Regions from separate parts of the Mus musculus genome. Here region 2 is linked to region 1. Evidence: chromatin contacts called from public promoter capture Hi-C data. All regions are on one chromosome and are shown on one strand. Each heading gives the region's core, a stretch centred on a gene start, on an enhancer-like site or on the middle of the called end of the contact. The rest is flanking DNA. Distances are from core to core; before and after follow the strand shown. Region 1 overlaps Gm46200 (a long non-coding RNA gene). Region 2 has its middle 15 kb from the start of Gm51769.

Region 1 (4,973 bases), core at 10-2,509:
GGAAGCATGGCAGCATGCAGGCAGACATGGTGCTAGAGAAGGAGCTGAGAGTTCTACATCCGGATCAGTAAGCAGCAGCAGGAGACCATGTTCTACACTGGGTGTAGCTTGAGCATGTAAAACCTCAAAGCCTGTCCCCACAGTGACACACTTCCTCCAACAAGGCCCCACCTTCTAATAGTGGCTACTTCCTGTGAACCTACAGGAGGGGTGGGGGATGACGGCTCTTTCTTTCTTCCCTCCTTTCTCTCTCTCTCTCTCTCTCTCTCTCTCTCTCTCTCTGTCTCTCTCTCTTCCTCCTTTTTAACAAATATTTACTTATTTAATATTTTAAATATTTATTTAATTCTCTCTTTCTCTTTCTTCCTTTCCTTTTTAAAAAATATTTATTTATTTAATGTATGCAGTATACTATAGCTGTCTTCAGACACACCAGAAGAGGGCATCAGATCCCACTACAGATGGTTGTGAGCCACCATGTGGTTGCTAGGACCTGAATTCAGGACCTCTGGAAGAGCAGCCAGTGCTCTCAACCTCTGAGCCACCTCTCGAGCCCTATGGGGGCCATTTCCATTCAGACCACCACAGCCTTGAACCAAAAAGCCTGGGCTCTTGAGCTCTGACATTGTGGATGCAGTATGGATTTTCTGCAGGATGAATTTTCTAGTTGGTGGCCATCATACTGCACTGAGCGTGTTTGACCTCACCTGACCTTACAGATTTCACTCCACACTTCCACTCTTATGGTCATATGGGTGCCCCTCTTCCTCTCCTTTCATTTCCTTTTTTAGTTTTGAGACAACTTAACCTTTTGTTACCCAGCCTAAGCCCAAAATCAGTGAATGGCTGAGAATGCCCGTGAACTCCTAATCCCCCACTCCCACCTTTTCCTCCTCTCCCCCAACCTTTATCTCCCAGGCACTAGAATCGTAGGTCCCTGTCACCACCGCTGGCTCATACACCTCACTTCTGAAATGACTTTTAAAAATATTCTCTCTACCTTCGAGATTCTCTTTCAAGGATTTGTCTTCTGGTGTCTGATTTCAGAACTAGGTAGGCACATGGTTCAAAAAGCAGAAAATAAAGTGTCAGGGTCAGGGAGAGGGATGACTGCACTGTGTGCCTCTCTACTTTATCGTGTTTTCGTCATTTGCCTCTGACATTTATTTGTTCCAGGTGCCTCAGTAGACGGATGGTGAAACCCGGGCTGTTAGGACATCAGGGCTGTGGCCAAGAATGTTCACACGTACACAGAGCCTGGCCAGAACCGGCTCTGAGACACTCGGGTTTGTCTGTGCCCAGTTCTCTTTGCCCTCTTCCCCAGTCTGCAGGGCTTTGCTTGTTTGGCTCTCTCATCCTTGTATGACCTCGTTCTCTTTCAACCCACAGTCTGAGAAAGGATGTAAAGTAATTGGAGCAACTGGCTGCTTGCATTTTCTTCTTCTTCTTCTTCTTCTTCTTCTTCTTCTTCTTCTTCTTCTTCTTCTTCTTCTTCTTCTTCTTCTTCTTCTTCTTCTTCTTCTTATCACAATTTAAAGTGCTTTTTCTCCCCAGAGCTCTTTTGAGTTTCTCATGATCACAGAGCAAATATCTCATTAATCAAAATTGTAATTATTGGCTGAATTTTACAGGAAAATAATTTTTGTAAATGTATAAATAATTAAGAGTATTGGGGAGGTGTATTTCGTGACAACTCTTGCCATTCTCGTCATGAGGTCATATATGTGCCCTTTCTGTGATGTCAAGGCACAAATTTGAACAAGCTACAAACAGCCCTTGATTCCTGGCTGGCTCCCATCAGGATCCATGAATGGCACCTTTCAGTTATTTTTTAATTATGTTGATTTACAATATAATGGCTGGGGCTGACGAGACGGCTCAGTGGGTAAGAGCACTGACTGCTCTTCCAGAGGTCCTGAGTTCAAATCCCAGCCACCGCATGATGGCTCACAACCACCCATGATGACATCTGATGCTCTCTTCTGCTGTGTCTGAAGACATCAACAGTGTACTTATTTATAATAACAAATAGATCTTTGGGCCGGAGCGGGTGGGGCCGACCGGATCAAGCAGAGGTCCTAAATTCAATTACCAACAACCATATGACAGCTCAAACCATCTTTACAGCTACAGTGTACTCATATACATTAAATAAATAAATAAATAAATAAACCAATATACATTAAATAAATAAATAAATAAATAAATACATAAATAAATATAAAAAAACAATATGATGACTATCTATGAACACTTCCATAATCAGCATTTTAAGAGAAAAACCCCAGCCCTGGAAAGAACTGGCCTTGTTTACTGACCCAGTAACCAGTGAAGGAGCTGAAGGTTGTGAAAAGCCAGGGGAAGGAGATTTAACACGGTGGCCACGTGGGGAATCACTAATGGGGTTCAGTGATCCCGAGTCCATCTTGAGGGATCAACATGAACATTTTAAACAAAGAAAGAATGAGGTAAAGGGCAAGAGGCCTGCGTAATTAAGTAGTCTGAGTCAACATGTTACGTCCTTGATGGTCATCTCTGCTTTGTTCTGCACAGTGGCCTAAAGAAGTCCTGCGTGCTTGGGGGAGAAAGCCGAGGACCCTCAACAAGTGATCCCAGAACATGGTTGCTCTCCATCCAGGGCACAGCCTCTCCATCTGTCCTGGTGGGCTTCACTGTTCTGGATTCCAAGGTAGCTGCATGTTTAAGACAATCACTTTTATCTCTCTTGCCTTCAGTCTTTAAGGGAGATGAGACATTAACATTGCCAGGGTAGAATCCAGCAGGAGGCAGACCTAAAATTAAGGCAGAGATACCTGGCTTTCATCCTGCTTTTTAGCTTTCGGAGGGGGTGGGATGAGGGGAACATCTAAGAGTAGTCGTTCAGATCTGTGCAAAGAGGTTCATTAAAAAGGGAGCATCGCCTATTGCTAAGAATGGTAAAAGGATTTGCAAAGGGCACCTACTAAAGCTGCAAACCCCTTGGCTTCCACAGCAGCAACGGAAAGCTAAGGGAGACAGCCATCACTCCCGTTTTCTCCAGGACGGGTGTGTGCACTTCTGCCGAGCACACACCTAGTGCTAGAATTGCTGCTTTGAATACTACATGTAAGTCTGGCCTTAATATACGTTACCAGATCATTTACCTCAAAGGCCAATTTACATTATCTAGTTGTGAACATTCCACTTATTTGAAACTATCGTCAATGCTTTGTAGCTTGGGCTGAGTTCGCTTTCAACCTTATATCGAATGTGTGTATTTTTTATGCATTAACCCCTTAAGAGCTGACATTGAACAGTGTGCTCCCTAAGACATCACTTTTGGGACTGGAGGGAGGGCCCTCTGGGTAAGAGTATCTGCCACCAAGTCTGACCACCTGAGTTTGATCCCTGTGATCCATGTGTTGGAAGGAGAGAATTGACTACCTCAAGATGTCCTCTGACCTCCATAAGCACACCATGGCATGAATACACATACACACACACACACACACACACACACACACACACACACGTGCACACAGGCACAAACGTGCATGCATGCAGCCCACTAAATAAATGTTAAAAAAAAAAAAAGCTTTAAATTCCAAATTGCCAGCTATCATGAATTTCTTCAAGGTTTTTTTCTTGTTTGGGGGCACTTTCTAAAACTGTAGTCCAGACTGATCTGGAACTCAGTATGTGGCGCATTCTGGCCTCAGACTTAGAGCAGCAATCCCGTTCAACCCTCTGATTGCTAGGGCTGCAGATGTGAGCCACCTAGCCTGGCTTGAATTTCTTCAATTCTTGTTTTTCATCTCTCAGACCCTCTTCCTCCTTTAATATTTGTATTTAAAACTTAAACATTTTACATTTTTATTTTGAATTTAAATATTTTAAAATCTTAAAGTATTTATTTACCGTGTGTGTATGAGTGTTTTGCCTATATGTATTTATGAGCACAACCTGTATGACTGGTACCCACACAGGTCAGAAGAGGGCATCAGGTCACCTGAAACTGGAGACACAGGTGATTGTGAACCACCATATGAATGCTGGGAATCGAACCCAGGTTCCCTGTAAGAATGGCAAGCATTCTGAACCACTGAGCCAACTCTCTGGCCCCACATCTTCCTTCTTGAAATTTGTATTCCATTACCAAATAAAAATCGCAGGAGTCGATTGCTTTGGACTAGGCTGCGTGCGCTGAATTCCACTAGACCAGACCGAGAGTTGGATGTGGACAAAATAGTGCAACTCCACACACTGTGTCACCAAACCAAGACTGTGGTCTCTCCCTCCTGGGAATCAGAAGAGAGAGCCAGGTTATTAAGTGATCAAACTGGCAAGCCTGTCTCATGGGGGCAGAGAGAAGAGCCACTAGTCAGGAAGGCAAGCAGGTTTTATGTGAGAGTCAGCAAGATGAGGGTCTCTGAGCTGATACAGGCTGCTCAGATTAACTGGGAACTGGATGTGCTTGCCCAGTGTAGCTGAGCTTTGGGACGATAAGAGAGGTGTTAATTTTCCTGATTGCCCAACCTACAAGATCCCTGAGGAATGATGAATTTAGGCTTCTGTTTACCTGGCCAGAGGCCTTCTGTTTAGGACAATGTTACCAGAACTGCCATTTTGAAAGGCTTTGGACCTAACAGTGGCCTTGTTTTGTCCCAGATGCAAACCTAGAAATCTCACAAACAGTATAAACTTTGTTTACAGTAAGAAGTCGTAACCTCCCCTGCAGCCCTAGAGACTTGTTAATGTTATAAAGTATGGTTACATGTTAAGTACACCAAGAAATACCGGATGGCCTCATCTCTCCCCTTAGCAGTCCTTTGGGATGTAAAGACACCATAGCATGGCTCTCCTCGGGGAAACCCCACAGCCTTGCTTGGTAGTATCTTCTTTGTCTGAGAACCTCTCTCTATAAAAGTGTTTCATTAACCCCGACATTTAAGTAACGCTCTTCCTAATAAATTCCAAAGCTGCTTTCTTTTGGT
Region 2 (5,294 bases), core at 723-3,222, 510 kb after region 1:
AGAAGTTCTTCACGCCCTATAGGTTGACTGCTGTTCCCACCCCTCAACCTTTGAAACAAAACAAAACAAAACAAAACACCAAATCAAATCAAATCCAAGAACAACCCAGGGAAAATGTAAGGAAGGTCACCTTTACAAAAGGTTATCTGGCAGGGTGGTTTAGAGAGAACTAGGCTCTAGTTCCTGGCTTGGTAATAACCATGTATTTAAGTCCATTCCAAGAGGAAAGAAAGGCTGAGAGATGGTCTGTCGAAAAAATACCTGCTGTACAGCATGTGGACCTGGACCTGTGCTTGGTTCTGTGGACCCGTGAGGGAAATATAAAGTGTTGGAAGATAAGAGATAACCCAGTAGGTAAAATTGCTTCCTGTTGTAAGGACTTGAGTTCAAATCCCAAGCACTCATGTCAAAAAGCTGGGCATAGCTGTGTGCGCCAGTAACCCTGGTGCTGTAGGGGACAGAGACAGGGGGATTGCAAGCTAAGCTGCCAATGTAGCCTCAGGTTCAGTGAGAAACCCTGTCTCCAAGGGATAAAGAGAGCCATCGAGCAGGACACCCAAAGGTCTGCCACCAGGCTCTGTGTATACCTGAGTGTGGATGAACACACACACACACACACACACATGCACACACGCATAGGCACATACATATATACCTGCACACAAATGAAATAAATAAAATATAAATCAAGAAATAAGAGCTTTAAAACGCAAATAATTGGAGCTTGAGATTGGGAAAGGAGGTGTTGGCTTTGGTGTGTGCTTTTTGGCAAGGCAGACCTCTGGGGCCTCTGTCAGCATGCTGTGAGAAGCTCTCACTCCAAGGTCTTCGCAGCGTTATGGAGAGCCAGCGCTTTAGTTAGAGCTTTGCTTCCTCTTGACCTGGGTCAGGGGATTAGTAATGGCTTCTGACTGGCACTGGTTGGCCACACTGATTCAAGATAACCTGGCTCTCTCTCTATCAGCATCGCCAAAGCCACCATCAAGGGCTTTTCTAGCTCTGCCATAGACTTCATTTATAACCGACACAAGTTCAAGGGTACCAGCTGGTTCTGCCAGGGCTTCTGTCTTTTGGTGCTCCAGGGATGTGAACCCTCTTTGCCTACCACAATATTCTTTTAACTATATAATTTTGGTTCTCAAGACACTTGGAAAGTGTCAGGATATGTGGCACATCCTAAACCCCCGAACACGGTGCTGGGGTGCGACACACCCTTCCCCCCTGCCCCCTGACACCCGGCCCGTTACCCTTGGTCCAATATACTGCTTGCTGCTAATGTTTTCCATGTTACCAACCTTGCCCACAGGGCAATAGCACTGACACTCTCCAGTGTGGCAACTGGAAGTGTCCCTAAAACACCTCCTGAGCCACACTCTCAGGTCTTGGTCTTTTGAGACAAAGTCTCCAGGGGTAGCATAGGCTGGCCTTGAATCCAAACTCCTCCTGCCTCTGCCTCCTGAGTGCTGGGATTACAGGCTGGATGCTACTACACACAGCTACTTCCGTTTTACGAAGCCCTATCTTACCATACAAAAATCTTCTGGGAGTCCCCACTGGACATAACACAGCAAGAAAGTGAGAGAGAAAAGCCACTTGCCAAGACTCTCCATGTGGAGACTCATAGCCAACCAGGGATGTCCTCTGGGTGTGGAGGGAGAGTAGGAGAGCCTTGCTGAATGGGTTGGTGAGGGGCTGCCTTTCTTCTTAGTGGGAGGGGAGGGGGGTGTCAGGGATGTGTCTGTGTAATGGGTGAACTTGGCTTGGGGTTCTTCTCTTCCAGAGTACTTACCCCCGGAAATACTGGGGGAAGATGGAGGCTTGTGCTGTCTAGGACCCCGCAGAACTCAAAAGGCCACAGGCCCAGAAAAAGGAAGTAGTTGGAAATAATTAAGAAATCTAAGCAGAAACGGTTGCAGGAGAGAGGGCCTCAACGGCTCTCCTCGACCACATCCGAAATTTGCTTCAAATTGTTATGCAGGACAGTAATTGTCTCCCGGGAGGCAGCAGGCAACTGGGCGGGGCTGGCCTCTCCTAGCCGTCCACGGGCAAAGCCCCTCATAAATACTGCATGTTGTGAAACCAGCATTTTCTCTTCTTGCAGCGGGTCACTCCAACGCTCCTCCTTTAATTAAAGAAATGTGGCTTACCAAAAAACAAATACCTCTTCTCATAAAGATTAGATGCAAAAATAAAAAAAAAGAAAAAAGAAGAAGAAAAAGATTCTACAGTGGAGACATGAACCTTCAAGAAGACATCCATACAGAAACTGTGATTGGCAGATGACTGTGTGATTCCAAGAGTCAACATAGCACCAAGAGTCCCAGATCTCACTCAGCTGCCCTGTGACACATTGCTTCTCTGAAGGTCCACGGCTGGACTGGGGTCTGTGCACCACCAGGGCTCAGTGTGGAGAGGTTTGCTTTGCCCGAGCTCTCTTTCTGCACCAACCCTGATTTGGTACCTAGTCCTCCCAAATTCCTCCCAGAAGCATTTTCTTGTGTGTGTGCCATCTGGTGGATTTTCAAGGGAATTGGCAGCAGGCTCCAAAAAAAAAAAACGTTCCACCTCTGAGGGTTCTGATCTTTCCAAGAGTCTCCGTGAGGTCTCTGCAGGCCAGATCCACTGAGTTTTTTCTGGTCAATTCCCATGTGCCTTCCATACATCTGTGTGTGTGCGTGCAAGTGTATGTGTGTGTGTGTGTGTGTGTGTGTGTGTGTGTGTGTGTTGTGGTGCACAAGTCGTGTGAGTGTTCCTGACTATGCAGGTGCATTTGGAGGCCAGAGGTGAACATCTGCTGTCCTCCTCTGCCACCCTTCGCCTTACATTTTGAGACACAATCTCTTACTGAGTCTGAAGGTCATCACTGAGGCATGGCTGCCTAGCCAGCAAGCCCGAGAGACCTGCCCTTGATAGCTCTAAGATTACAGGCACGCACCACCACATCTAACTTGTACCTATGGGCTGGAATCCAAACGTATGTCCAGCGTCTGCCAGCCAAGCCCTTGGGCCACCAAACCATCTATCTCCTCAGCCCTGACACAGACATCTATTATGACTTTTGAAAAAAACATCATTCAAATTTTCGAATGAATGAATCAAGCAGAAAGCATATGATTTGGAAGGTGCATGCGAAGAAAAGGGTCTCCCAAGCTCTTGCTGTAAGAAGAGCAACCTCCATTCATCCCGAGAACTCCAGGATTATTCAATAAACGTTTATAACACTATACTCAACACACATTTATTGCATCATACTTAACACACGTTTATTACATCAGATGATGCTCTGCACTGGCTTATTTTCTTTTACACTTAACACGTCTTGGCAAACGTTCCCTGTCAGTGGGCATCTCACTGATCTGGACAGAGATGGCGTGCACTTTTGAGACCACAGTGTGGCTTATTTACTCAGTCCCCTCCCTTTCTATGACTACCTGGGTAGGTTTTGATCTCTCCCTATTTCCAACAGTAAGATTCGAGTTCATGTGTAGGATGAGGCCAGGCAGCAGAATTGAGACATCAAAGTCCTTTGAGCCGTGTGAACAGTGTGTAAGTGTGCCCTTCGCCTGTTTTGAAACACCACTTTATCTTTGCCCACGATAAAGAAAAAAACATGGCACCACACTATACTTTATCGTTTCAATTTGAAATGAGATTGCTGTTTTATGTGTCAAAAAAGATTTACATTCTGTGAGCTGGCAAGATGGCTCATCAAGTAAAGGTACTTGCTGCCAATCCTGGGACCCTTCTATGGGAATCCCCTGAGACCATCAAGAAACACAGATATTTACATAACAACTTATAACAGTAGCAGAATTGCAGTTATAGAGTAGCAGCGAACATAATTTGATGGCTGGGGGTCATCACAGGGTGAGGAGCTGTATTGAGGGTGACAGTATGAGGAGGGTTGAGAGCCACTGCTCAGATCCTGTATGGTGGAAGGAGAGAATTCACTTCTGCAAGTTTTCCTCTGATTTCCACGTGTGCCCTGTTACATGCCTGTGTCCACCTGTTCACCCCAGTCAAGTAAATTAACTAAAATATATGTTACTAATTCATTGATTTCATCTATTTTTTTCTCCCAAATTGCTGATTTGCTTTTCTTTGATATTACCAAAATTATTCTCATTTGTATCAACTGAAAAGGTTTTCTGATTTGCCTGTTCAAGTCTTCTTTTGTAGAATTTTTTTCCTTAAAGTTATACCTTATTTTGTTTTAAAATATATCTGTTTATCCACTGGCCATTCAAACTAGACTGTCAACTCCGTATATTTTCTACAGATGGATTTTTATTGGCTTGCATTATGTCTAAAGTAACTAGTGAGAGGGATCACGTCTATATAAAGTTGAGCCTTCCTGTCCTGGGATAGCCTGTGCTTCCCTCTCATTGGGCCTCTTTAATATCCTTTAATTGTGTTGAACATTTTCCTCATGTAAGTTTCACACATTCTGTACTGATTTTCTCCCTGGTTTTCTGGGCTTCTATTGTTCTTGTAAATGAGATTTTTCTGTTATTATTCAATGAGCTTCGGTTGCATGAAGACTACTGGCTTGTAGCTATCAGTTTCCTGCCTAACAACTTGACTGTAACTCTGATTATTTAGGTTTTTTTTTTCCAGTTGATTGTCTTGATCTGTTTTTGGGCAAAAACTAAATGTATCATCTGCAAATATTATAACTAAATGCTGGATCTTGATCCGTTGGTATATAGTGGGATTCTGCAATGTAAAGGGACTTTCCAGTTGATTCTGCACTGCTGAGTTTTGTTTGTTTGAAGTGGGAATTGATGTCAATACCAGTGATCAACTTTAAGCCTCAAATCATTGGACCTGAATACAGCACGTGTCCCCATTGACCATGTCCTTCTCCAGGGGACCATGTCTTCTCATGGCCTCCTTTGGCTCCCCTGAGTGCCTCTCGAGACCATGTCCTCCTTCAGAGGACCCCGTATTTTTACTGGAGCATGCCCTCCTCCAGGGGACACCATCTTCTCATGGCCTCTAGCTAAGCCTCCTTTGGTTCCCCAGTGCACTCCCCACTCATGTTCTCCTTTCTAATTCTTCCTCATTTTCATGATGTCTTCCTGTTTGAGGTCTTGGAACTTATTCTTGGAAATCCTTACTTCTCGGGGGATCTCATCCTGCTCTCATGGGCTTAACATACCATTGCCAGTGACACCTGCAACTAAATCCCAAGCACAGAGCTCTTTCCTGAACTCTAAATGAATATGACCAAGTCTTCCTCAACATCCACACATGACTTTTTTGCCAAGCGTCTCAAAGTGAATGTGGCCTAA

The links. Capture Hi-C pulls out chosen DNA fragments and counts their contacts.
Region 2: a promoter capture Hi-C map of adipose tissue shows a contact between it and region 1, with 4 times the contacts expected there. The contact joins two enhancer-like sites. A contact is called at or near these places in 7 of 39 promoter capture datasets (the 3T3-L1 cell line, the C10 cell line, cranial neural crest and 3 more), 1 of 484 Hi-C or Micro-C datasets (bone marrow-derived macrophages), 7 of 115 datasets of contacts at active chromatin or transcription factors (the NIH/3T3 cell line, acute myeloid leukemia, bone marrow-derived macrophages and 3 more) and 3 of 9 other capture datasets (adipose tissue, liver and macrophages).

What each region holds. Positions count from the first base shown.
Region 1 is chr10:67,290,057-67,295,029 of GRCm38.p6, forward strand. Gm46200 (a long non-coding RNA gene) reads left to right here. Exons shown (of 3, transcript XR_001779690.1): 2 at 2,554-2,689; 3 at 2,993-3,104. Among named protein-coding and RNA genes, the nearest start is that of Gm46200, 7.1 kb to the left of the region's middle. Within about 2 kb of position 1,260, at least 34 of the 459 cell types and tissues checked have an H3K27ac peak or open chromatin away from gene starts, as enhancers often do. A contact at or near this core is called in acute myeloid leukemia, adipose tissue and bone marrow-derived macrophages, where this site is marked.
Region 2 is chr10:67,802,864-67,808,157 of GRCm38.p6, forward strand. No RefSeq gene overlaps it. Among named protein-coding and RNA genes, the nearest start is that of Gm51769, 15 kb to the left of the region's middle. Within about 2 kb of position 1,973, at least 50 of the 459 cell types and tissues checked have an H3K27ac peak or open chromatin away from gene starts, as enhancers often do. A contact at or near this core is called in acute myeloid leukemia, adipose tissue and bone marrow-derived macrophages, where this site is marked.